2 separate regions of the Sus scrofa genome follow, and region 2 is linked to region 1. The links are chromatin contacts, called in public Hi-C maps. All regions are on one chromosome and are shown on one strand. The core of a region is the stretch at or near the end of the contact, and the rest is flanking DNA. Distances in the headings are between cores, read along the strand shown.

Region 1 (6,425 bases), core at 2,049-4,548:
ACATAGTTTCCACCTTAAGGAGCACATATTCTACACAGAAGCAATCTAAGTGTCCACCAAGAGATGAATGGATGAAGAAGATGTGGTGCATATATACAGTGCCGGACTACTCAGCCATAAAAAAGAATTAAATAATGCCATTTGCAGCAACATAGAACTAGAGATTATCATACTAAGGAAAGTACGCCAGAAAGAAAAAGACAAATATCATGTGATATCACTTATATGAATATAAGTGGAATCTAAAACAGGACTCCAATGACCTGATCTACAAAGCAGAAATACATAGGGGACAAGACTTGTGGTTGGCAAGGGGGAGAAGAGCTGGAGAGGGGCAGATTGGGAGTTTGGGATTAGCAGATGCAAACTATTACATATAGAATGGACAAACAACAAGGTCCCACTGTATAGCACAGGAAAATGTATTTGACAGCCTACGATAAACTATAATAGAAAAGTATATATACATGTATATAAAAACTGAGTCACTGCTGTACAGCAGAAATTAACACAATACTGTAAATTCATTATACTTCAGTTAAAAGAAGAAGCACATGTTCTAACTAGGAAGGCAGTCATATAGGGATAACCACATCCTATGGGAGCAAGGCCACAGCAGAAGCTTGTAGAGTGGCCTGTGAGAACATGGTGGAGAGGTATTCAGACAAGTCTTTGGGGAGCAGATTACCTAGAACTGAGCTTCAAAAATGGGATGAGAAAAAGAGAATCTCAGGTAAAATCAACCAGATATACTAGCAAGAGAAAAAAAGTGAAAAGCTCAGAATAAGAAATAATTGATTGATATAGCTGGACTTTGTGATTCATTGCATGTGATAGGTACTCAATACATAGCTGGTCAATTAATTAACTAGTTAATTAATCTGGAGGAAATAGACTGTAAAGGAGAGAAAAGTCATTACATGAAGGGGTTCACGGGCCTACTCAAAGAATTTGGATCTTACTCTCTAAACCAGGAATTAAAAGCGCAAATGGGAGTTCTTGTCGTGGCGCAGTGGTTAACGAATCCGACTAGGAACCATGAGGTTGTGGGTTCGGTCCCTGCCCTTGCTCAGTGGGTTAACGATCCGGCGTTGCCGTGAGCTGTGGTGTAGGTTGCAGATGCGGCTCCGATCCTGCGTTTCGGATCCTGCGTTGCTGTGGCTCTGGTGTAGGCTGGTGGCTACAGCTCCGATTCGACCCCTAGCCTGGGAACTTCCATATGCCGCGGGAGTGGCCCAAGAAATAGCTAAAAAAAAAAAAAAAGCGCAAATGTCTAGAAGGATATTGCAGGAAAGGTGATTAAGTAAGATGGGCCAGGTATTTAAAAAAATAGTTATTATGGGGACTATACATGAAGTACCTGCCTTATTCAGGTTTCATATAAGGTGCCTTCACTCATGTACCAAATCCAGTGGCCTAATAGAGGCCGAGCTTACTTAATTCCATCTGAGGAAAAGGAATGTGTTACTTATGAGATTATATTTGAGATGGTTGAGAGATGAGTAGGAGCTCCTATCTGGTTCAATCCCCAGCCAGAGGCAATGGGTTAAGGATCCAGCATTGCTACAGCTGTGGCATAGGTTGCAGCTCTGGCTCTGATTCAATTCTGGGCCCAGAAACATCCTTATGCCACAGGGGGGTGCAGCTGAAAAAGAAAACAAACTAACTAAAAACCAAGCTCACTGACACAGAGAACAGATTAGCTTTGCCAGAGATGGGGGTTGTGTAAAATGAGCGAAAGTTGGTTATAAGCTACAAACTTCCAGTTATAAAATCAGTAAGTCATGGGTATGTAATGTACAGCACAGTGACTACATTTAATAAAACTGTATTACATATTTGAAAGTTGCTAGGAGAGTAAATCTTGAAAGTCCTCATCACATGAAAAAGAATTCAAATTATGTATGGTGACAGATGTTCACCAGACCTATTGTGATAATCATTTTACTGTGTATACGAATATGAATCATTATGTTGTACACTTGAAATTAATATGTTATATGTCAATTACATCCTTTAAAATATTTTTAAGAAAGGTTCAGTTCATTTTCTGAAAGTAAAATCTAGATATTCATCATATCAGATATTCCAAAAGATAAAGCATACATATAGGATGTATATCCTCTATGCTCCTTTCAATAATCTGTGGAGGAAGTTCTTCTTCGGCAATTTCAATGTTCTAGTCTAGATCTTTATCCTCCTGCCAACTAGAATATTCATATACCTTGACTTAAAAGTTTAATAAGCCTTGGCCTCCTTGATATTAGACTATCAGCTTTTCCACATCAAACGTATCTTTTGCTCCCACCTGCAGCCCTGACCGCGAGTGAGGGAAATATCCCAAGGCTCATTTTTCTTTTCTTTTCTTTCTATAATGTTATTCACTTACAGATCTCATGGATATAACTGCTATCTCAGGGCCAAGACAGCCAAGTTTATCCTGAAAACTACCTCATGTTTTAATCTACTGTTTCTATAGAATTCTCTTTTTATCTCTCGTTCACACTGGAAGAGAAAATTATCAGTCCAAAACCATTATTATGCTATAAACCAGATTATCTTCCTACGCTCATTTGGAAATTACAACTCTCAATTTTCCTCAGTCTTGGGAATATTCCAAAGCCTTAAAAATCATAAAATGATTTTTAAATCAAATCACTCAATTCTAATAATAAACAGGTTCGCAGGCTGATCTGAATTTTAATATTTGGCTATAAAAGACGAATTTCCTTATAATCTTCAGGTCTTTATATGTGCACGTCTAACAAATTCAAGACTACATTATTTGAGATAAAATTGCTCTCAAGATGATTTTAAAAAACAAACAAGCAAAGAGACCAGCACCACCACCCTGAAGAATTTCAGAAGTTCTCTGCCAACAAGGAGTTCCGAATTATGTAGGGAGAATAGGTTGTAAAGCAGCATTCTATCTTCCCACACCCAGGATCTACTGCCATCCATTAAAGCCCTGCTAATTCCAAGAAACAATGTGTAACCTAGTAGAACCAGCTCAAGCCGATGATGACTACAAGTCCCATGATGCAAAGTAGGAGCCGCGGCCAATGCTGGCCGTAATTCCTCCTGGGAGTTGTAGTCTTCTCCTCACCTATCGGGCAAATGACGTTTCTTAGCCTCCATTTCCCAAAAGTTAACTTATAAAATAAAGTTACAGAAAATATGGTAAAATTCTTACCACAAAACTACGTTCAACGTAGTTTCCAGAGAGGGCTGGTCCCACAACTCCGGTGCGCACCTCTGGAGGCGGGCACCCTTTGCCTGACGTCACTTCCTGGATAGGAGGCCAGGCCTAGCCCCGCCCTCCACCTCGCGGGGATCCTGGGCCCCGCAGCCAGGGCAGAGGCCGGCGAAGGCGGGGAGCAGCTGTTTTCTAGCAGGGGCGGTCACGTGAGGCGTCTCGGTGTTGTGGGTGGAGACGAAAAGCTGCAGTAAAGGGGGGGGTCGGATTTAACCGTCACTGGGAAGCGCGCCTGAGCTGGATCGCCAAGAGGGCTGAGGTAGGGACCGGGCGGCGGGCGCTGTCTTGGGCGCTCGTGCGGGTGACACCTGAGCCCCCGTGGCTGGAGGGCGGCGGGCTGGCTCCCCAGAAGGGAGGAGAGGCGCGGCAGGAGTCCCCAGGCCAACCTCAGGCCACCGCCGACTCCGCTGTGAATCTGGGAGGTGCTGATAGCACATCGCGAGGCGGAGGTGGGACTGTCTTGGGGGCCCCAAGTTGCTCCGAAGCAGTGGATCTCGCCATCCACCGAGCCCAAGACCCTTGGTCTGCTCAGACACCGACCAGACACTCCTGGGGTCGAGCTAAGCCCAGGTTTCTCCCTTTTGCTTTCACCAGCGACTTCTCTCGCCCATCGTGTTCCTCAGGCTCCAGCCACTTCACCTGTCCGAGGTTCTCCGGAGTAGGGCTGAGATGTTCTTCCTCAGAGCGTGTCGATGGCAGAGCAAAAGTGGGGACACTTGTAATGAGCCCAGTACCTTTTCATAACGTTTGGGTAGCGCTCACTTCCTTGCAAGGTCAGCACTGTGTTGGCCTGAGTAGTACGCCTAGCCCTGTGGCCTCAGGTGTTGGAGTGGCCAAGGGTAGGGCAACCCACCGCCGGTTAGGGGGTTGAGCTTGCAGACTTTACTTCTTTTGGGGGAGGCCCTCAGGCAGAACCGAGGAGTGGTGAATCAGCAGCTCAGGTTTCACGACTCTTTTTGATGGTGGGGAAGGTTACCCAGAGCCACGTGCTGGGTTGAAATTTTTTTTCAGCATCTCTCCGAGTTTGAGCAGCTTGTTTTCTACCTTTTTCACCAGTAGAGTTGCGTTGATATAGTTGAACAGGCGACCCGTTGTTATGTGCCTTTTCCCTGGTCTGTAGTTATTGCCATTTCTTGGTTTAGTATTTAACAGCTTAGTGGTAAACTTTTTTCCTTCGTATCGTTATGAATTATTTTGAGACAAGATAAACTCGTCCTTTTGACAACAGAGCTTACTAAGTATGACGATTTGCTAAGTACTTGCAGTTTACAGCATAGCAGAATCGGGAAACTATGTAGGAAATTTAAACTTGTCATCATTTAGTCTTGTTGGATATAAGTTTAATGTTCATTGCGGTTTATTTGGTGAACTTCATTTGACCAAGTTTTTTTTTTTTTTTTCCCAAATCCATTTGATCCTGGGTTTAATAAACTGTTTCTTTAAAGGCTGTTATTATTTACCTTTACAAGTTATTTAAGCTTCTGGTTCACTGTCATTGCTCTAGGAAATTTTTCAGTTTCACTAATTAAATCTGAAGGAAATATAAATTTTTCTCGCTTTCTTTACTTCCCTTTCTCCTTTCCTCCTTGTACTGCTGTCCCTTTACTGTACTGTCCCTTTAGTGACAGGACCGTAAGCAGAGAATAGAGCTTCAGAAACATCTTTATTATTTTTCCTCTTTCCAGCTCTTTTACATAGAAGAGATGAACATAGAGATCCAACGCAAAGAAAGTAGGGGGGGAGGGATAACATATAATATGAGGGTCAAGAAAAAGGGTGTGGAGTTCTGCTCTCTTTACCTTGCGAAGGAGAGTTCTTAGACAGGGTATTTGGGGATTAAAGGAAGACATCTGGGGTGTGTTTTCATTCCAAATAAAGTAATAAGAGTGTTACAAAATTAAAAGAAATGGGCATGAACATTTTGTTTTCTTCTGGATAATCCTCCAGATTAAAGACTAATCTTTCAATATGTTCTCATTTTTAGATAGTGTATTCCTAAGAAGAAAACAATGGATTGCATATTACTTGTTCTCTAATTGTTTGGATCAGAAAGGTACAGGTTTGTTGCTAAAGCCAAAAGAAGATGGCAACGCCTTATGTCCCAGTTCCTATGCCTATAGGGCACTCTGCTTCCAGTTTTGCAACCAACAGAAACCAAAGAAGTTCTTCTTTTGGAAGTGTCTCAACAAGCTCAAACTCTTCCAAAGGCCAATTAGAAGACTCAAATATGGGTAATTCGAAACAGACAAGTGTACCTGATCAAATGGATAGTACTTCATCTGTCTGTAGCAGTCCCCTCATTAGGACTAAATTTACAGGTGCAGATTCTTCCATTGAGTATTCTGCTAGACCAAGAGAAAGAGAAAGTGAAGAGCAAAATCCTGAAACAGTGAATTGGGAAGATAGACCTTCTACACCTACTATCCTGGGTTACGAGGTGATGGAAGAAAGAGCTAAGTTTACTGTGAGTATTGACTGTACATCAGTAGAAGATGGAAGATTGATTAACCTGAGTTCTAAACTTGTTAGCTGATACTTTAATTTCTTGAACTTAAAGTTCAAACAGTTTTTACCCTTTAAATTGTCCTACTGTAGTGAATTTTTGCTTAAATAAATTTTCATGAACCAGACACAGCTATGAAATTAGCACACATATCAAGAGCAGAACATTATGACATTCTAAAAGGCTCCCCCCCCATGCTGTCAATCATTACTCATACTCCTGATAGCCTACTTAATTTTGCCTATTTCTGTACTTTACATAAGTGGAATTACTGAGTATATACTCTTGAGTATGGTCTCTTTGGCCTTACGTTTGTAAGATTCATCCTTGGTTCTGGATATAATTGTAAGCAGCTCATTTTTAATACTGGTGTTATTCCTTTATGTGAATATACTACAATTTATTTACCTAGTCCACTATTGATGAACACTTGGGTAATTTCCAGTTTGGGACTCTTACAAATACTACTGTTATGAACCTTTTGGTACTTGTCACTCAGTAAACACATATTCTCATTTCTGTTTGATAGCCGCTTAGGAGTAAAATTACTGGATCATCTGCCCAGCTTTAAAAGATACTGATGAGCAGTGTGCCAGAGTAGCTGTACTAATATATACTCCTTTAAGCAGTGTGTATGAGAGTTAGTCCACACCCTCCCAATATGTG
Region 2 (6,425 bases), core at 1,485-3,984, 130 kb after region 1:
CTAACATATGTCTCATGAATTGAACTGAAGCTAAATATACCAGAAAAAATACCAATGGGGGTTGAGAAGAGGAGTGATAAAGCTGGTAGAGAATGAAGAAGAGGTCTTGTCAATGAGTAGAGGACACAGAGCCACTTGGAGGGAGGACTTATGGCATCAGGCATCTGGTCCCAGCGAGTAGAACAAACTGGTCTGGTCTGGAAGAGACAGGAGTGCCAGCCTTCTTGGAAGCTCTCATGACCAAGGGCTCCAGCATGAGCATCTCCTAAGAAGAACAAGATGGCAGGTGAGAGAAAAATCCCCCTAGTGTCTCACTTCCAAATTACTCTGAAATCGGATAGCTTTCTTAGGGCTTTCAATAGAGTCTGCTTAAAACAATTTTCAATTTTGACTGAACTCACCTCACCTTAGTATGTTTTCCACCTGTTCACAGACAATTGGAATTAGAAGTCGAAAACCCACACATAGAAAAACATTTTGAATTCAGATAAATATTTGTAACTACACTATGATACAAATGAGGTTCAGTTTGATGTAATCAGCCAGTAAATACATGAGTGATGGGAGTTCCTGTTTTGGCTCAGTGGTTAACGAATCCGACTAGGAACTATGAGGTCTCCGTGTTGCCGTGAGCTGCGGGGTAGCTCGCAGATGTGGCTCAGATCCTGCGTTGCTGCTGCTCTGGTGTAGGTCGGTGGCTACAGCTCTGGTTAGACCCCTAGCCTGGGAACCTCCATATGCCATGGGTGTGGCCCTAGAAAAGACAAAAAAAAAAAAAAAAAAAAAAAAAACCACGAGTGATAGATTATCAGATTTTTTTGAGATTTGTCAGGTTTGCTTCTGGCCAGTTTTCTGATAAGGAGAAACTTCAGAGATACTGAAGGAGGGGAAAGGTTGCAGGCAGGAATCTAAGGAAAACTAAATTTACATTCCTCACCTCTTTAACCTGGGTGACAAAAATTGTCCATTAAGGTATTTGGTCACATGACTGTAAAGGTAGCTTTAGCTTCATAAAGTTCTTGAAGCTTCCTGGTGGCTCAGTGGGTTAAGGACCCAGAGTTGTCAGTGCTATGACACAGGTTCTATCCCTGGCTGGGGCCGGTGTGGTGGACAAAAATAAAACATAATAAATTTCTTGTCTTATGTTTGTTTTTGTCTTTTTAAACTGGGGAAGTTCTATGGGAATTTAACAGATACCACAGAAACATCAGTTCCAAGTTCCCATTTTCCACATTGATACAGTGTATCTTCTTCACATGGAAATAAAATTTATGGAATATAAAGTCTATTGTATTTGAAAGATCAACCTGCAGAAGTCAAATTTTTTAAAACTTAAAAATATCAGAAATTGCTTTGGCAAGTTTCAAGGAGCAAATATTTTATGATCTAAAATACTTAATATGTCACTGTCACTTGCATTTGACACAGATTTTGTTATGATGACATGAAAGATCTGCTGAAATGGTTATAGATTCAAGACTACTATATCTGTAAGCTCAGGAAATAATTGTAGTAGAGGGTTTTTTGTTGTCTTTTTGTTGTTGTTGTCTTTGTTTTTTGTTGTCTTTTTTTTTCCTGCTTAGCATCAAAACCACCTGCTCTTGTTTGGAAAATGAAAAGGTTTGTGAGTCTAGATTGAAGTCCAAAAAGCTTGATAACTTTTCCTCATTCCTGGCAGCCAAGACACATGGATATCACCTCATTTTGGTCAATTGAACGTCCTTACCACTATCTGTAAATAGAGAATAGTGTTACAAGGAAGAAATAAGAGATTGGAATTAGTCCCAGTGGCCTTGCATTGCCCCGTTGTGTCGGGGTCCAAGTGTCCAGCTATAATGAATGGCCCCTTAACCAGGCTGTACCTTTGACCATGGGTCCAGCTATCTGCTTTCCCCAGGTTGCCAAACTATCAGATAACCATTCAGGAAACTGTGGTTTGTTGTTGTTTTTAAGTTTCCAGGCCAGGAATCCAATCTGAGCCACAGCTGTGGCAATGACAAATCCTTTAACCCACTTTACAGGGCTGGAGATCAAATCTGTACCTCCGCAGGGACACAGGCTGCTGCAGTCGGATTCTGAACCCACTGTACCACAGTGAGAACTCCAGGAAATTGTTTTCTTACCTAAGCACAAGATGAACAGTTATGGTTTTTGCCTTATATACAATCCCTGTTTAGAGATGTAGGAAAACTCTTATTGACTAAGGATGCTGCAAGGCCATTTATGAGCTCTGCAGTTTCCTAGATAATAAGGGGCCACCAGCCTAAGTTCCAGGAGAGAAGAGACACCTAGCTGGAGCAGTATACTGAGCTCCTAGCTCAGGGCCCCAGCATATATGTTTAGTAAATTTTTATTTGATTTTGACCTGAACAGATAAAATAGTAACGCCAAGCTGTAGTTCTTCTCAATAGCTATTTAAAAGTTTTGGATCCTCTCTGCTTTTAGTGTTGATTTTCCTTAGGAAGGAAGAGAACTCAAAAATGGTGACACTGAGGGTTTTAATTCAGGTAAAAAGGAGGCTGTGTTTCAAGGACCAGAAATGAGGAAGTCAGAAGGAAGGAGATTAGGTTTCTGCTGTGATAAATTGAACCTGTTTAATTCTATGGCTTTTACATTTCTAACTAGGTTGAACCAGTTGTGTCACTCATTAGGTAGCTTTCGATTTGTTTGAAAAGTACAAGAGTCCCTCCTACTGGACCTTGATCCAGCAAAAACAACTTACCTAACAACTTCAGACCGGCACCACGACACCTGCACGAAGAATGTTCTTTAGTTTTTTGAATGGTTCTACCCGTGTGATTTATTTAAGCTTTCAAAATGATCAGAAAACTTTTTATTGTCCTGCTTTTGTCGTCTGAGACTCTTGGAGAAGCAAAGGAATCATTTCTCAGTTTTCCAAATGTCGAAAAGACTGAAATACTTTTTTTCACAAAGACTGAAGAAACCGTTGTTGTAAGGTCAAGTTACAGAGGTAAACAACCAAACTCCAACTACCTCTTTGTGCAGCTAGAAGATCCTAAAATGCTGCAAGTGGTAAATGTGACCAAGACCTCATCGGATGTTACGAACTTTACCATAAACCTGGTGACGGTTGAAAACGGAGAGACAAATTTAACCATTCAGCTGTGGGATTCTGCAGGTAGGCAAGAAAGACTCATTGAAGAAATAAAGAATGTCAGAGTCAGAGTGCTCAAACCGAGACAAGACAACCTTTTCCGGGCCTCAAACCTTATGGACAGAAACATCCTAATGCTTTTTCTACCAATGATACTGTTAAATAAATGTGCGTTCGGCTGCAAGATCAAATTCCAGGTGTTTCAAATGGTATGGAAGAGACCTTTGCCAATAATTCTTGGGGCAATCATACAGTTTTTTCTTATGCCATTTTGTGGATTCCTTTTGACGCAGATTTTGGCATTGCCTGAGGCACAGGCTTTTGGATTTGTAATGACCTGCACCTGCCCGGGAGGGGGTGGGGGCTATCTCTTTGCTCTGCTTCTGGAAGGAGATGTCACGTTGGCCATTTTGATGACTTGCACGTCAACATTACTAGCCCTGATAGCGATGCCTGCCAATTCGTATATATACAGCAGGATGTTAGGGTTATCAGGTACACTTCATGTTCCTATTTCAAAAATTATGTCGACTCTCCTTTTCATACTTATCCCCATATCAGTGGGAATGTTCATTAAGCGTAGACTCCCCGAAAAAGCAACCTTCCTGGAGAGAATCATTAGACCTCTGAGTTTTATTTTAATGTTTGTAGGGATTTCTTTGACTTTCAGAATGGGATTCGTGTTTCTAAAAACAGTTAATCTAGAGGTGCTTCTGTTGGGTCTGTTAGTTCCTGTATTGGGTTTGTTGTTTGGGTACTTTTTTGCTAAAATTTCTATGCTGCCTCTTCCTGTTTGTAAAACGGTTGCTATCGAAGGTGGGGTCCTGAATAGTTTCTTAGCCTTTGCCGTTATTCAGCTTTCTTTTTCACAGTCCGATGCAGACTTGGCTTCTGCAGCTCCTTTTACAGTGGCCATGTGCTGTGGATGTGAAATGTTACTGATTCTTCTGCTCTACAAAGCTAAGAAGAGATGTGTCCTTATCATAGAAGAGAAAAGGCAAAAAAATCTCCTGATCTAATTGTTATGCCTGGGTCTGCAGTTCCAGCTCTGTCACCAGGTGGGTGACATTGGTTAAGTAGCTTAATCTCTCTATGTCTAAATTTATCTGGAAAGCAGGGAGAATGATAGTATCTACCTCGTGGCATTGTTGTAAAAATTAAATGAGTTAATATTAGCAATGTCCTCAGAATCATGCCTGACACATAGTAAACTCTAAAATTATTATGGTTTCCCTATGCGTATTTGCTCTTGCACCTTAAACACAGGTGAATGTGTCTGAATTGGAACTTGAAATATACTTTATCATATAGATGTATCATGAAAGACAGATTTTTGCATAGTAAAATTAGTCTAATTTGGATAAGGAGGAAGTTATTCAAGCTTTTTTTTTACTTTTTCAAGAATAAGAGGCATAAAGTAGGCTGCCTAATTGCTTGAGTTCATACCAACAGGTTGTCCTACAATAATCAGTTATCAAATCTGCAAAGAACAAGGAACTTTATTTGAAGTCTTAGGAAATTCACCTCATTTTTTTTTTTTTTTTTTTTTGCTTTTTAAGGGCCACACCTGTGGCATATGGAGGTTCCCAGGCTAGGAGTTGAATCGGATCTACAGCTGCCATCCTATACCACAGGCACAGCAACGTGGGATCCGAGTCACATCTGTGACCTATACCACAGCTCAGGCAACGCCAGATTCTTAACCCACTGAGTGAGGCCAGGGATCCTAATAGGGTTTGGATACCAGTAGGGTTTGTAACTCTGAGCCACAACAGGTACTCCTGACCTCAATTTCTTAATTTGCAATTCAGGAGGATTAAACCAAAAGAATGTCCCAGGGGAGAAAAAGAGCCAGCCAGGGGCTTACACACAAATTTGTTCAAGAACTGATTGACCCTAATGGAAATATTTGTCTTTAAGAGACAGACTATCATGAGCTATTTTAGGGTAAGAGACTGATGAATATGTTGAGTGTTTGGAACATTGGGTAGATGTTCTGGATGCGTGTGTGAAGACAATAAATGGTCAAATGTTCAGAATCCATCTGGGCTGAGACACACATGAGTCGAACTTCCTCAGTGGCCCCCCAGCTCAGTTTTAGAGTTCTCTTAGCAATACAAGCTGCATGTTGACTTTCCTTTCACATATCTTACACAGCCATGATTGGTTAGATAAAAGAGCCAGAGGTAGAGAGATATGTCAGTTTTTAAAGTTTCTTTCCAAACCTTAAGAGAGATGATTCTGTGATATATTGTTCCAAAGATAAAAAGTTCTGCAGTTTCAACCTATATTACATCAAAACATGAAATCTTGTTAGGTATCCTGAAGATTCCACCCATGAGGATATGCACTTTGTGTTTATAATATATATATATTGTCTTTTTAGGGCCACGTCTGTGGCATATGGAAGTTCCCAGGCTAGGAGTTGAATTGGAGCTGTAGCTGCCAGCCTATACCACAGCCACAGCAACACCAGACCTGAGTTACATCTGTGATATGCCATGCAGCTCATGGCAATGCCAGGAATTTAACCCACCGAGCAAGGTCAGGGATCAAGCCTCATGGATACTAGTCAGGTTTGTTACCACTGAGCCACAAACGGGAACTCCAAGTTTTTGTCATTTGTAATCAAAGTCTTTTTTTTTTTTTTTTTTTTTTTTTTTGCTTTTTAGGGCCTCACCCACAGCATATGGAGGCTAGGGGTCTACTCAGAGCTACAACTGCTGGTCTATGCCACAGCCGCAGCAATGCCTGATCTGAGCCTCAACTGCAACCTACACCACAGCTCACGGCAATGCCAGACCTTTAACCCACTGAGCAAGGCCAGGGATTGAGCCTGAGTAATCCTGGATGCTAGTCAGATTTGTTTCTGCTGAGCCATGATGGGAACTCTGATCAAAGTCCATTAAACAATTAGGATCTAGCAAAGTCTTGGTATGTGCAATCAGATTTTTTTTTTTTTTAAGTGAAAAGAGTTGCCATTTAAAAGCAGCTCCAGAGACTAAAGAGTAACAAAATACCCAGGATTCCTGGAAAAAGACTCACCTTGGAGGTTACTCTTTATTTTGCAAACATGAGGCAATTGAACATCTATCACTTCTGCAGGTGATGACCAGAGTACTCTGTGGCTTTGACAAAGGCCATTCTTCCCAGAATCGCCTCCAGGACAGTCAGGTGTCTGGGAGGTTTCAAGGGCATTGGATCTTGCCTCTCTTCCATTCTGAGGTTTAGCATAATTAGAACATCTCTCACCCATGAAGTCAGCTGGTAGGAAAGGATATCAAAGTTTCCCAGGAGGAAGCTTGCTATT

The links. Hi-C and Micro-C count contacts between places; a contact is called where the count stands out from the background.
Region 2: a contact with region 1 is called in a Hi-C map of liver, with 4 times the contacts expected there. The contact joins the promoter of SLC10A5 here to the promoter of SNX16 in region 1. A contact is called at or near these places in 3 of 47 Hi-C or Micro-C datasets (heart right ventricle, liver and skeletal muscle).

The regions. Positions count from the first base shown.
Region 1 is chr4:54,798,065-54,804,489 of Sscrofa11.1, forward strand. SNX16 (sorting nexin-16) reads left to right here and starts at 3,299. Exons shown (of 8, transcript XM_001926702.5): 1 at 3,299-3,515; 2 at 5,241-5,720. The coding sequence starts at 5,340.
Region 2 is chr4:54,931,195-54,937,619 of Sscrofa11.1, forward strand. It overlaps SLC10A5 (sodium/bile acid cotransporter 5), which reads left to right and starts at 2,735. Exons shown (of 1, transcript XM_021089172.1): 1 at 2,735-4,647. The coding sequence starts at 2,818. The coding sequence ends at 4,134. It also overlaps a transcript of IMPA1 not described here.